2 separate regions of the Dromaius novaehollandiae genome follow, and region 2 is linked to region 1. Evidence: chromatin contacts called from public Hi-C data. All regions are on one chromosome and are shown on one strand. The core of a region is the stretch at or near the end of the contact, and the rest is flanking DNA. Distances in the headings are between cores, read along the strand shown.

Region 1 (5,913 bases), core at 2,108-4,607:
GCTGCTGCAAGCTGTTGTGCTGCGGGATGGGCAGCTGCAGGAGGCAGTGCAGCCGCTGAGCTGAACCCACACAGCCCCCAGCACATGCAGCTGCAGCTGCCCCTTTGGCTGCAAGGAGATCACCGGAGCCACTGCTCACGGAGACGAGGAACAAGCACCCAGGACTGGTACTGTAGAGGGCTCCTCAAAAGAGGAAAGCTATTAAGAAAATAGGTAGATGAGAAAAGCTCCTTAGCTGGCTGAGAGGAGCAGCCAAAGCAATGGCAAAGGATGGGCATTTGGAGAGCAGAATTTGGCCCAGCTGTTGACCCCTACCTGCCACTGAGGACAGTAGCGAAGGGAAGGGAGCTGCCTCTTTCACTGTCTCTGTCATAGCTGTATTAACCCATCAGTGTTAGAGGATTCAAAATAAATACATAGGTAGGTTTTCAGAGCAGAGCCATGCTTTATCTACTGCACAACTGGTGTGGGGGTTAGAGCAGCTCATGTCTGTTTTCCTGCACTGCACTCTTTTAATGCAAGAAGCCCATCAACCTTTCTCAGAGACAAGAGTCAGCACTGTGAATCAACGCAAGATGCTCTGTCTTGCTCAAGAAGATGAACTTTAATTCTTTGTTTATTTGCAGCCCTCCTTAATCTAGAAGAAATCATCTGCACTTAGAAGGCATAGCTTGCATGCCTTTTGATTTTAAAAAGCACAACATTTGCACCTACCTTTGTGATTTCTCCCCTGCCCTGCCCTGACACCTCCTCAGGGACTCCAGATATGTCCTCTGCAGCTTCTTTCCCTCACTTGGCTCTCAGCTTAGGAAAACAATGTCTGCTTTGGACTTTATCATCAGTCAAAATAGTCAAACCAGGATCTTCCCAAACTATTCCTTAGAGCAAGCCCATATTCCCATAATTTCAGCAAAAGGGCTTACAATGACATGAAGATAGCCATTTCTATTATGGAAAAAAACAGGAGCTGTCTGAAAGAAAATTGCCACAAAGGAAAGGAGCGAGGGCCCAGCTTCTCTGACAATCAGAGTGACACAGCTTGCATGAGAATTTATTTCAGTGTGCTTCTTCAGCACACACCAGACTTTCCCGAGGGGCTGTTTCAGATCTCACTTACTAACTTTCCTGACTGGAATTGAGGTTTGCCTTTACTTTGCTTTTTCCTTTCACACTGTCACTTGGGGTCCTGCTTGGTTTCCCACAACCTTCCCACCCTGTGTGCCTCACCTCTTCCCCAGCCTCCCACCATAGCCCAAAGAGATAAAGAAATACTGAAAATGTGTCAATGAACACAGCTCTAGTGAACTTCAACTCATTTCTGCCCCTCTCAGCACTCCTTCCTTAGAGGCATTATCCAGCCCATGGCTCTTCACGGCAGTCAAGATCTCAACTTTTTTTTCTCAAAGCAAGTTCAGACTGTGGCTCAGGTTAAAGGCTTCTCAAGAAAAGCTCGCCCATACTTTCCACCTCTGGAAAAAACAGCTGAACTGGTTCCTGAGATGATCTCTAGTCTCCTAGATCATGGAGCTGGCCAGTCCTAAGAGGAGTCAAAGGATCACAGGTGAGTTTCACATGCACTCCCTCGTCACATGCAGTAACTTGCATGCCGACTGGTCCCATGGGCCAAAGAATAGCAGGATCTGAGGCCCACAGCTGGCCTGAGCATCCAGGTCCTGGGGATTCTTCCTTCTTTTTCCCAGCAGTATTTTAATTTGACACAAAAAAGGATCTTCTCACAAGCGCTGCTTCAGTTCGATCTCTCTTTTTCAGGCTTTTCTTCGTTGGACTTTGGGATACCATGTGTTTGGAGTAGGAATCCCTACATTTGATTACACATCTTGGGGCAGAAGACCTAAGTCATATCTAATAAACCATTACCTTTGCCAAGAGCAGCAACGTTAAATCCTGTGATACGGGCAGTCGCCACAGTGGAGATAGCTCAAGCTGGTGTGCTGGCACGGTGACAGCAGATTCTCTCCCGGCTACTGCTGAGCCAGGTTCAAGAGCTTAAATACAGCTTCGAGCTCTGGCAGTGAGTCTCTGAGGCATGACATGCCCAAGCTTCCTGAGGGCTGCAAAGCTCCCTCACATCAGTGCCTGCCACCCAGTCTGCAAAGTGGTACTGCATCAGCTCTGGAGAGCAAGAGAGGGAAGAGAGAGATGTTCACTCAAACTGGCAGCTGCCTTTTGTTTCGTGATGGCAGCTGCCAGCAAGACACAGGCAGGGCAAGGGAAAAACACACAAGAGCAACATGCTAGATGCAAAGCATATTACACGCTAGATTTAAAATAAAATAGCATGCATGAGGGGTAAATATTCAGCATAACGCATGACGACTCCACCCTGCCATTCTCCTTCCATTTCCTAGGAGCTGCGGGACTGGATCTCCCTTGGCTGTGCTCTCTGTCCTGCAAAAAAAGTAAGGGGCAATACTTGAATTTTAGAGGCAAAGGAAGCCAGTGCCTGAGAGCTGATTTCCTTAATCCAGCTGAGGCGGGTTAAAGGGCAAAATTTCAGTCCAGTGGAGAAGGGTCTGTGGATGATCCCGTACGGTGGGCTCATTGCTTCTCTCTCCACTCAGATTGCTTGCTTGCCTCCTCTTCTTGCAGGAGCGTATTTCAGTAGATTTAATGCTTTTGGCAGAGCAGCTGCCCTGGTGCCTGAATCCCCTCTCTCAGCGGCAGTAGCAGCCATGGCAGGCGCTCCTCTCCTCCTCCACCTCACCTGCCAGCCAGCGCCAGCCCCGGCACGGCACCGCGCCGCCAGCACCACCTCCCCACCGCGAGGGAAGTGCATTGCTATGGCAGATCTGCTCCACGATAGCTGTCGGGGCCTGGGTGATGCCAGGCAGGGTCCACATCTGCAATAGGGAACACCTCTGGCCCTTCACAGCCCCATCTGTCACAGTGTCTTTACTCCAAAAGGTATGCTGGTGAGGGTGGCGACGCGTTTCGGTGCTGGTCTCTTCCTTCTTCAACAAGGTAAATTTGGCTCTGGGCTCCCTGGTGCCGCAGCAGAAACGCTTTGGCCACATGGCACTCTGCTGGTCTGAATTCATTTTAGCAGTCCTGACAAGCCAACTTTGTACCAGCAGCTTCTTATGCAAGATCAGATATTGTTTATCCACCTTGCTTTAACTTTGTGCCATATCTGATATTGTCTCTCTGCACCAAGCTAGCTTTTTGCCTGATCAGGTATTGCCTATCCTTCCTCAGCCAGCATAAAGCATAAATTCCACACCGTGCACGCAGGCTAATTCACCAGAAATGCGATCGCATGCCTGCACCTGATGCAGATCAGAGCTGCACTGCCAAGCGATCTGGTAGTGCACAGATCTGGTATTAATTACCCCGGGAGCATGGCCTCAGCATGCTTCGACAGCTGCCGGAGGCACCCGGGTGCACCGTGGCAGGGGCCGAGCACTGCCAGAGCACGCTCTAGATCCCACAGCCCTGGCCAGAAAAGGCAGAAAGACCTGGTGGCTGCAAAGATAGAGCTGGGACACTAGGAACCCACACAGGAGCTGTAAACCCCAAGGGTGTCACCGCAGGGGGAAGGAGCAGGAAGAGGAGAGGAAAATTGCTCTTCTTACCTCAGGTTAAAATAGTGGTGAGGATAAGCTGAGTTTTACCAGAGGCTGAATTTAAGCTGCTACCCCATTTGAAAAAAGCCAGGTTACTGTCTTTCTCCTGCTGTGCCCACCTGCCAGAGCTAACTCAAGTTAGTCAAGCCACACTAAGAAAACACCTTTCCTTTATCTACTTGCTCTGATCAGAGAGTGTAGACATACCTGAAGCAGGTCTGGGCTCTTTTATAATGCAGGGAAATGTTTCAGAAGTATCCAGCGAACGAGGATTTTTTTGAATGTGCAGCAGAGAAAGAAGCGTGTTGTGTGAAAGCAAAGTGACACTGAATGTGGCCATGGAGATAAAATGTTTTCTTCAGCTCCTGCGTCCGAGAGCAGCATTTCTCAAAGACAGCCTTTTTCTATTTCATATTCTTTCTGTTTATTTTAAATGAAGCCCTTTTTTACCTCTTTTTTTAGGTTTTAATATTTGTATAAAACATATTCCATGATCCTTACAGAGGAAAAGAAGCAAAGTCCTATATCTTTAAGTGTGTTTAGAAACACCCAGTGATCAAAGTCAACACTGTATGAGCAGCAATTGAGTTACTCCTATTATCATGCATTCCTGGGTTTGACAGATTGCATCATTCAGTGTGTCGATGTATCAGTATTTGATATACTATGAATATTCACAGCGCATATTAAATTAACCAGGTGAGAAAACACAGGTTTGTTTTGCATGTTAACTCCGTGTTAACGCTGCCCCTAAGTGGTTAAGTTGGTTTATTGCAAGTTAATTAGCCCTCATTTCAGGCAGTTATTTATTTATATATGGAATACTGTCATGGGGTTTTTTTGTTTCAGCTTTGTGACTAGGCTTTGCTTCTCTTTCTAGTTTATGTTTGCATCCTCTTCTGTGTGGGTTTCATATAACTGCAATGTTTACAGTCAACTCAGCCTGGAAAATATGCATATGGGGAAACATAGATGCCTATTACATGTTTATTACTCAGTTTAGGAGAGGCTGTGATCCTGTCAGCAGACTCGTCTCCCTCTACTCATTTTAATTGGCATTTCAAGGGATGCTTGGGAAAGCTGATGAAGTTTGAAGTTACAGTGGGTTGCTTTTTGTATCTTTGCTCCCAAATTAATCTGCCACGTCGCAATGATTTCCTCAGCTGGCCACAGCCTGCCCTTTTCCAAGGTGCTCCAGTGTTTCTCCTAATCCTCCCATCCTCCTGTGCAGATCAGCGCAACACACCAAGACCCAGCCTTCCCCTCCATGGGCAGCTGGTGGCTGGTGGTGTGGCAGGTGGCTGTGGGCACACTCTGGGCTCGCCAGGCTCGCTGTTGGTCCTGCTTCTCGGTGTGTGCCCCTCCACCTGCCCCTCAGGGTCCTCCAGGTGCAGGGGGCGAGCAGCTGCATATGTCCTGCTGTCTCTGCAAGTGCTTGCACTGAAAGTTGTGGCTCCATAAAACCTGGCACCAATTAATACGCTGGGCCCCACAGTGCCTTTTAAAATCGTCCACCATGGACCTCCTTGTCTTAGCTGCTTCCTGGCAGTGGTCAGGGAGCCTGGGACCGTAACGCCCTTTCTGGGATGCATCTGCCCCCCAGAGAGCATTAAATAGGCAGCCACCATGACACTTCAAAGTCCACACAGATGACTTTCCCAGCTCCTCATTTTATTAGCGGCTTGAGTCCTTCAGGTCAAAACAGACTTTCACTTCTGAAGCGCTTCCACTCCCTTTAGGATGGCAAGGTGCTGCAGAAATGCACCTTGGTGCTGACCCTACCTCCTCCTCGTCCTCAGAGGTCAGAGTCCAAACAGGCAATATGTTAAGCCAGTCGCAGGAGGAGCAGTGCCTGGACACACTGGGCTTGCACCTCTGGAGACCTGGATTCAAACTGACAGTCGAGTCTCCAAGTGAGTGAAACGAACCTGGTCGGTATTACACTATGAGATGCCTGCACGCCTGCACTGCATCGTGCAGCATACTTGTCCGTCCCTGCCCAGGCTACGTCCGCAGCATGAGGAGAGGAAGGCAAGGAAGAGCAGGGACAGTGCAGCTCAGGATACCTGGATATATTGGCAGCATCTCTCTTCTCATTAACCCTGTGGATTTATTAGCCTCTTGTTTTCACAAGCTCAAAAATTCATATCTAAGATGCCATAAAAATTGAACAGCAGTGAATCTTCAGGGGTGTCTCCAGGCTTTGGCACAGAGCACAGGCTGCTTTTCCTTCATGCCGCTGCAGCCCTTCACCTTGAAGGAGTGACGGCGTTTGTCTCTCATCCGCTTTGCTCAGGAGCGTGTGGACTGGAGGCTGGGAGGCGTCTCA
Region 2 (5,913 bases), core at 1,532-4,031, 300 kb before region 1:
TTCTTTGATTTTGTTTGAAGTTTTTCATTCTTTGCTTTAATTTGGACAGAAAAGGAAAGTTTTGCCATAAACCACTTTCTCTATTCCTAGAGATTTACCTCCTCTTCCAATTTATTGCATGTTCAGTACACACTGTATTTCAGTTAAAGGCAGCCAAACTGTTAATGGTGTATTAATGACGTATTGTGTTATATAAAGATGCAAGAATATGTTTTGGCCATTTTTCAAGCCTGATGAGCTTTTCTTTTTTTGCATTATAAATTATCTGTGAGCAGATCATGATTTTACACAAGTCTGTATTACTCGCAATTGTTTAACCACAAGCTTTTACAGTTTCTGTGTTGCTTGCAAAGGGTACTTGGCTGTGATTTGAATGGCTACTATTTGGAGCTTATTTTTTTTCAAAGTTGATTTGTCACTTAATTCACGTGGAATTAATCTTCTCCCTTCAGGCTGGGGACTGGGGAGAAGAGCTGATGACTGAGGCAACTGAGGAGTAACTAGAATAGAAGAGGCTGTGGGGAAAATGGAGGCACTGACCTCTATTTTGTGAGCATCTGCATTATAGTAGGAACCAAGCACCCCGGCCAGGAGCCCTGTTTTACTGGGCCCTGCTGCAATGGATTTTCTATTCCAAGCAGATACTAGCAGAAATACAACAGTATAACAGCCAATAAAGTGCATTGTGCGAAATCAAGATTGTGGGTGGACTGCAGCTGCTCAGGCTGATCCATTTTAACATTTCAACTATTTGCTAATTCTTTAGTCTTTCTGTCTCCCACCACGCTGCACACGGAAATATATACTTGCATGATTATACATATGTAGGGCTGCTTGTCATTCTACCCTCTGCTTGCAGCGGCCGTTGCGATTTGCCTTTCCCAGCGACTTACGGGGTTGATCCTTTCGGAGGAATTAGGCTTGTACTCCTCTCCACAACACTAGGCTCCCCGGTAGTATGAACAGTGTGGCTCCGGGGTTTTATCTGTTCCCCCCAAATCCTCCAAACAAAGGCTACAGGGCCCACGCTAACATCCAACGCCTCCGTTCATCAGAGGCCCGCTGTTTTCTTCGGCTTGTCTGAGGGTTATTTGGGGCCTGTAATCTTCATATGGATGTGGGTTTTTTTCCTCCTCCCTCCCCCCCAAGGACGTAATGTTTCTTTGCAGCCGACAAAACACTCGTTGTTAAGGCTGCGCCAGCGCCAAAAGCTGTGGTGTATTTTTGTCCATCAGCTGGGAGAGGAAATTGTCCTAGTTAAGCCTGGCAGCCGCTCGGGGAGGGGAGAGCCGGCCGCGGCCGTTGAGCGGCGGGTACTCCCGGCCGTGAGGTTCCCTCGGGTTCCCTCGGGGCGCCGGGCAGCCAGGCCGCGCCGGCCGCGCCGCCTCTCCGCGAGCTCGGCGGGGCAGGAGGGGGCCGCCGCGCCCCGCCCCTGCCTGTGGTTGATCCGTTGCCACGGCAACGCGCTCAACACCATTCTCTCCCGCGCGCCGTTTTCCACCTTCCCCACCCCCGCTCCCCGCCGGCAACCGCTCTACCCCACGTGACCCACGGCCGCTCTTCCAGATTGTTACCAGGGTCGCCCGAGCCGGCGGAGAAAGACTGCGGAGGGGGGGCCGCGTCTGATTGGCTGCTGCCAAGCCTCGCTGATTGGCACGTGGCGGCAGCGTCGGGCCAGAGGGGCGCCCGCCGATTGGCTGGGCCCGGAGGTGAGGCTGTGGGGTGATGCCGGCGGTCGCTACCGCCCCGCGCTTGCTGCCAGGCGGCTCGCGCGGCCTTGGCCATCACACAAAGGCAGCCCGCAGGGCGCGCGCACTGCCCCGCCCCCTCCTCCCGGGCCGGCACGGCGGGGCGAAGCGGGGAAGGGCAGCGGGGCCCCGGGAGCCGCGGCTCCTCGGCTGCCCGCGTCGACTGTGTGTCCCCGCCGGGGGACGCGGAGCGGGGACGGCGCGGCGCGCGGGCTGCCGCGGCATTATCTCCCGGCCGGGCAGCCCGTCACGCGCGCTGCAGCCAATGGGCAGCCGTGTAGAGCGGGGACAGCACGCGGCGCCCGCGTGTCCCTGCTGCCGCCTGCCCTGTCAGTCAGGCGGGTCCGCTGCCCCCCCTCGCCCCCCGGCTGGCCGCGGCCCCGCCCCGCCAACGGCCTCGCGCCCCTGCCTAGCGACGGCGGGAGATGGGGGCGGTGCAGCGCCGCGGCGACCACTCGAGCGCTGCTTCTGGGGGAGGGGGGAGGGCTGGCAGCAGCCCCCGGCGTCTGTAGCGCTGTCAGGGCGGCGGCGAGCGCGGTGCACAAAGCGCTCCTCATTGCCGGCGCGCCCCACGCGAGCGGGGGGTTGCGGCGGGCTGGTCTCTCCGCCCGGGGCTGTGGGGGAGGAATTTAAACATGGCTGGGGTGAAGGCGGAGGTGGATCCTAGACGACTCCTCTCCGGGCAGGGTGACGGGGAACTAGCCTCCTCCCGCTCGGCGGGGACGGCCGCCGCAAACCGCGCAGCGCCAGTGCACCCCTTCTGCTCAAGTGACGGCCGGGGCTCCTCGTCGCGGGGTGGAGACGGGGAGAAAGTCCTTTCTTGACGTCCTGCTTCCCCCGGGGACTGAGCCCGGCATTTGCTGCGCTAACGTCTGCACAGCCGGGACGCTCACTAGGTCCCGCCGGGACTGCGGTGGCTCCTCTCGGAGCGGCGGGCTGGCTGAGCCGCCGCCCGGCTCCGCTCGGCACGGGTCCAGCGCCACTGCCCTCCCCCAGCGAGAGGCGGAGCCGCCGCCCGCCTCGCCGCGGAGCTACTCGCGGTCAGCGGCAGCCGCCTTTATGGTGACTCGCTGCGCGGGGGCTGGCACTGGGGAACACCTTATTTTAAGATACGCGCTATAAATACCGCACCTGGGATGGGAGCGGAGCTACGGGTTGCAGCGGGCGGCGCGGGCTCCCGGCGAGGCGGGCGGCGGCGGCGGCAGCAGCAGCACCAGCAGCAGCACCCGGGGCGGTGAGCGGCTCCGGACCACGGTGGGTGCCTCGGACCCGCTCCGCCGGTCTCTTGCTTCAAGCCGAGCCGCGCTGACTTGCAGCCGCTTGTGTTTTAATTTGGCAGCGGGGCACCCTTCCCGTGCCGCCGTGAGCACCGGCGTGCGGCGGGGCCTGAAGGGAGCCGCTTTTTGTGTCGTCTCGTCTCGTTTTGGAGCGAGGGAAGCGGAAAGCCCCGGTCGCCAGCGCCTTCACGGGGCGTCCTGGGAGGCCCTCAGCGCGGGGGGGGGGGGGTAGGAGAAGGCGGGCGACTTGCGGGGGGAGGCGGAAAGGCGAAGAGAAACGACGGGGAGGGGAAGCCTAAAAAAGGAGATGGGGTTGCTGATAAAGCCGGCGTGGGGGAGGAGAAGAATGCGCCTCCGGGAGAGCGGTTTCGGGAGGAGACTAGAAGGCGGGATAGAGAGAGATGAGCTTCCGCAGCCCTTAATCTAAGCGCGCTACGCGCTCGCATCCCAGCAGGACTCTCTCCGGGCGTCGCAAGCAGCCGCCGAGCCGAGCCCGCGGCGGAGGGCAGCTGGTGGCGGCCGGTGGCTCTAGCGAGGAGGAGGAGGAGCAGGAGGAGGCGGCCCTCCGGAAGGCTTGGCCGCCCGCGCTCGCCCCGCAGCCGGCGCCGCTCGCGGAGTCCCGCCGCCGCCGTCCCCGCCGCCTGACAGCGCCGCCTGCGCCCCGCCGCCATGATGCAGATCTGCGACTCGTACAGCCAGAAGTACTCGCTCTTCAACGCCATGAACCGCTTCATCGGCGCCGTCAACAACATGGACCAGACGGTGATGGTGCCCAGCCTGCTGCGCGACGTGCCGCTGCTGCTGGAGGAGCTGGACGCGGCGGGCGGCGTGTGCCCCGAGCGGGACCCCGCGCTGCCCCCGGCCAACGCCGGCGCCTACTTCTCCCGCAGGGACATGTACAGCCACTACATGCTGCTCAAGTCCATCCGCAACGACATCGAGTGGGGCGTGGTGCAGCAGCAGGCGGGCGAGGAGGCCGGCCGCAAGAAGGACAAGCTGAGCGGCGGCCCCGCCGCGGACATTAGCCGCGGCCTCGCCGAGGAGGGCGAGGCGGAGGAGGACCTGGAGCAGCAGTTCCACTACCACCTCAGCGGACTCCACACGGTGCTCTCCAAGCTCACCCGCAAGGCCAATGTGCTCACCAACCGATACAAGCAGGAGATCGGCTTCAGCAGCTGGGGCCAGTGAGCGCGGGCCGCGCCGCGCCGCCGGCACCGCGGCGGGCGGGGAGGTGAAGATGGCGGGGGGCGAGCGCGGCCGCGGGGGGAGGGGCGCGGGAGGGCAGCGCGGCGGTGGCGGTTGGGGGCGTTGGGCGGCGCGGGAGGACGAGGCGGCGGCGGCGGCGGCGGCAGCGCCCGGAGCCGGGGCCGGTGGCGGCAGCGGGGCTTCCCCCTGCGGGCGGCGGCCGGCGGCGCTTTCCTGTTTTGCACTACTTTTATAACGATGATAAACGCGTGTGTACATGAAGCGTAAGGTCTCCTCGCATGCTCCTAGAACTGCAGTTATTTTTACCGACGCACAAACAGAGATGTAAATTAATCAGTACTAGTTTTATTAATTTTTTTTGTATGGTCTGGGGTGAGCAGTCGCTGCGCCTCTCTAAATGGGCAGGCTGAACTTGTACGTGTATGAGCCGGTTGTGTAGCTGGCCAGTATGAGGCTGAAAAAAAGCCAATGAAAATAACAACACTGGTGTAAAAGTACTCACATTACCCGGGACGAAGCCCAGTGGACTCGTGAACATGCCTGTGTCACTGGAAGGATGAAGGGTTCCCTGGTTGTACATGTATGGGAGTTTATTTAAAACTTTTTTTATTCAGATGTAGAGTATATTCTAAAATAAATGCGAATGTATTAGCTAAGTGACTTAACTTTTTTGGTATGATTTATGTTTCTTTAATTAAATAATATTTTTAACATCTGAAACTCATTTGTTGTTCTAAATTATTTCCAGCGCTGCCTTACTAGATACTGGATAACTTTGTTACATATAAAGAGTTTTTTTTCAGAGGGAGCAATTAGGTAGTGAAGATAAATCAGCATATCTAAAACTGATAAATGACTATACTTAATATATCATACACCGCCCGATTTTTGGGGAGCTATTTGAAACCAAGTAGTCCTGCTGCTCTGTATATATACTAGGGTAAAAGGTCAGTGCCTCTTTAACAAAATCCAAGAAGACTGGAGTCATGGTTACTTTGCAGATAGTGACTCAAGGAGGTTGGAGAGCAGCCTAGGAATGACTCTGCTTTTCAGGAGATATCTTAATGTATTGGGAGGGAGCTCTTTTTTTTTTTTTTCTTCCTCAAAATAGGGCTGGCACACTTGCCTCCCCGATTCCTTACATTACCTTCTCTTCTCTGTAATCCTCTTCGGTTACTAGGAATTAATTGGTTTTACATTATCCAAATCGTACTGATTTTATTCTGTGTGCATTTTTTTTCATTTGTCGAAGTGCCATGCCTCAGAATTGGTTCTCTCTATATTGTCTGTTTTGTTTCGCATACCGTAAAGGCTTGACCTTGAGTGAGTTCTAATATTAAAAGTGTACTTAATCATTACAGTGAAATGTGTGCATATCACAAGATCATAACCATCTAATAAATACATACTTAATCCTTGTGTAAAATAGTTTTTTCTCAGGCACTGAAATTCTAAGTTTGTAGACATTGTATACTGAAATTTCACTTTGTACTGTTTCCCCCAAATTTAGGGATTGGGGGGATTTTTCCTTTGAAAATGCAAAAGAATAGTTTTTCCTCTCACATTTAAGGATTTTTTGCTTAAATTTAAATATTCCCTAGCCTTCTCTCAGCCCAACTGTTAGAACGTTGTAGTAAAGCACAAACACTCCAGACATCGTACTACTTGGTAGATTTGTGTGT

Evidence for each region. A called contact is a pair of places that touch in the nucleus more often than the background predicts.
Region 2: a Hi-C map of liver shows a contact between it and region 1, with 10 times the contacts expected there. The contact joins the promoter of MID1IP1 here to the enhancer-like site in region 1. A contact is called at or near these places in 3 of 4 Hi-C or Micro-C datasets (brain, liver and ovary).

The regions. Positions count from the first base shown.
Region 1 is chr1:125,665,900-125,671,812 of bDroNov1.hap1, reverse strand. No RefSeq gene overlaps it. Among named protein-coding and RNA genes, the nearest start is that of BCOR, 170 kb to the right of the region's middle. Within about 2 kb of position 3,357, at least 1 of the 2 cell types and tissues checked has open chromatin away from gene starts, as enhancers often do.
Region 2 is chr1:125,967,106-125,973,018 of bDroNov1.hap1, reverse strand. MID1IP1 (MID1 interacting protein 1) reads left to right here and starts at 2,781. Exons shown (of 2, transcript XM_064497629.1): 1 at 2,781-3,002; 2 at 3,480-5,644. The coding sequence starts at 3,695. The coding sequence ends at 4,213. LOC112985480 (a long non-coding RNA gene) reads right to left here and starts at 2,261. Exons shown (of 2, transcript XR_010385123.1): 1 at 1-2,261.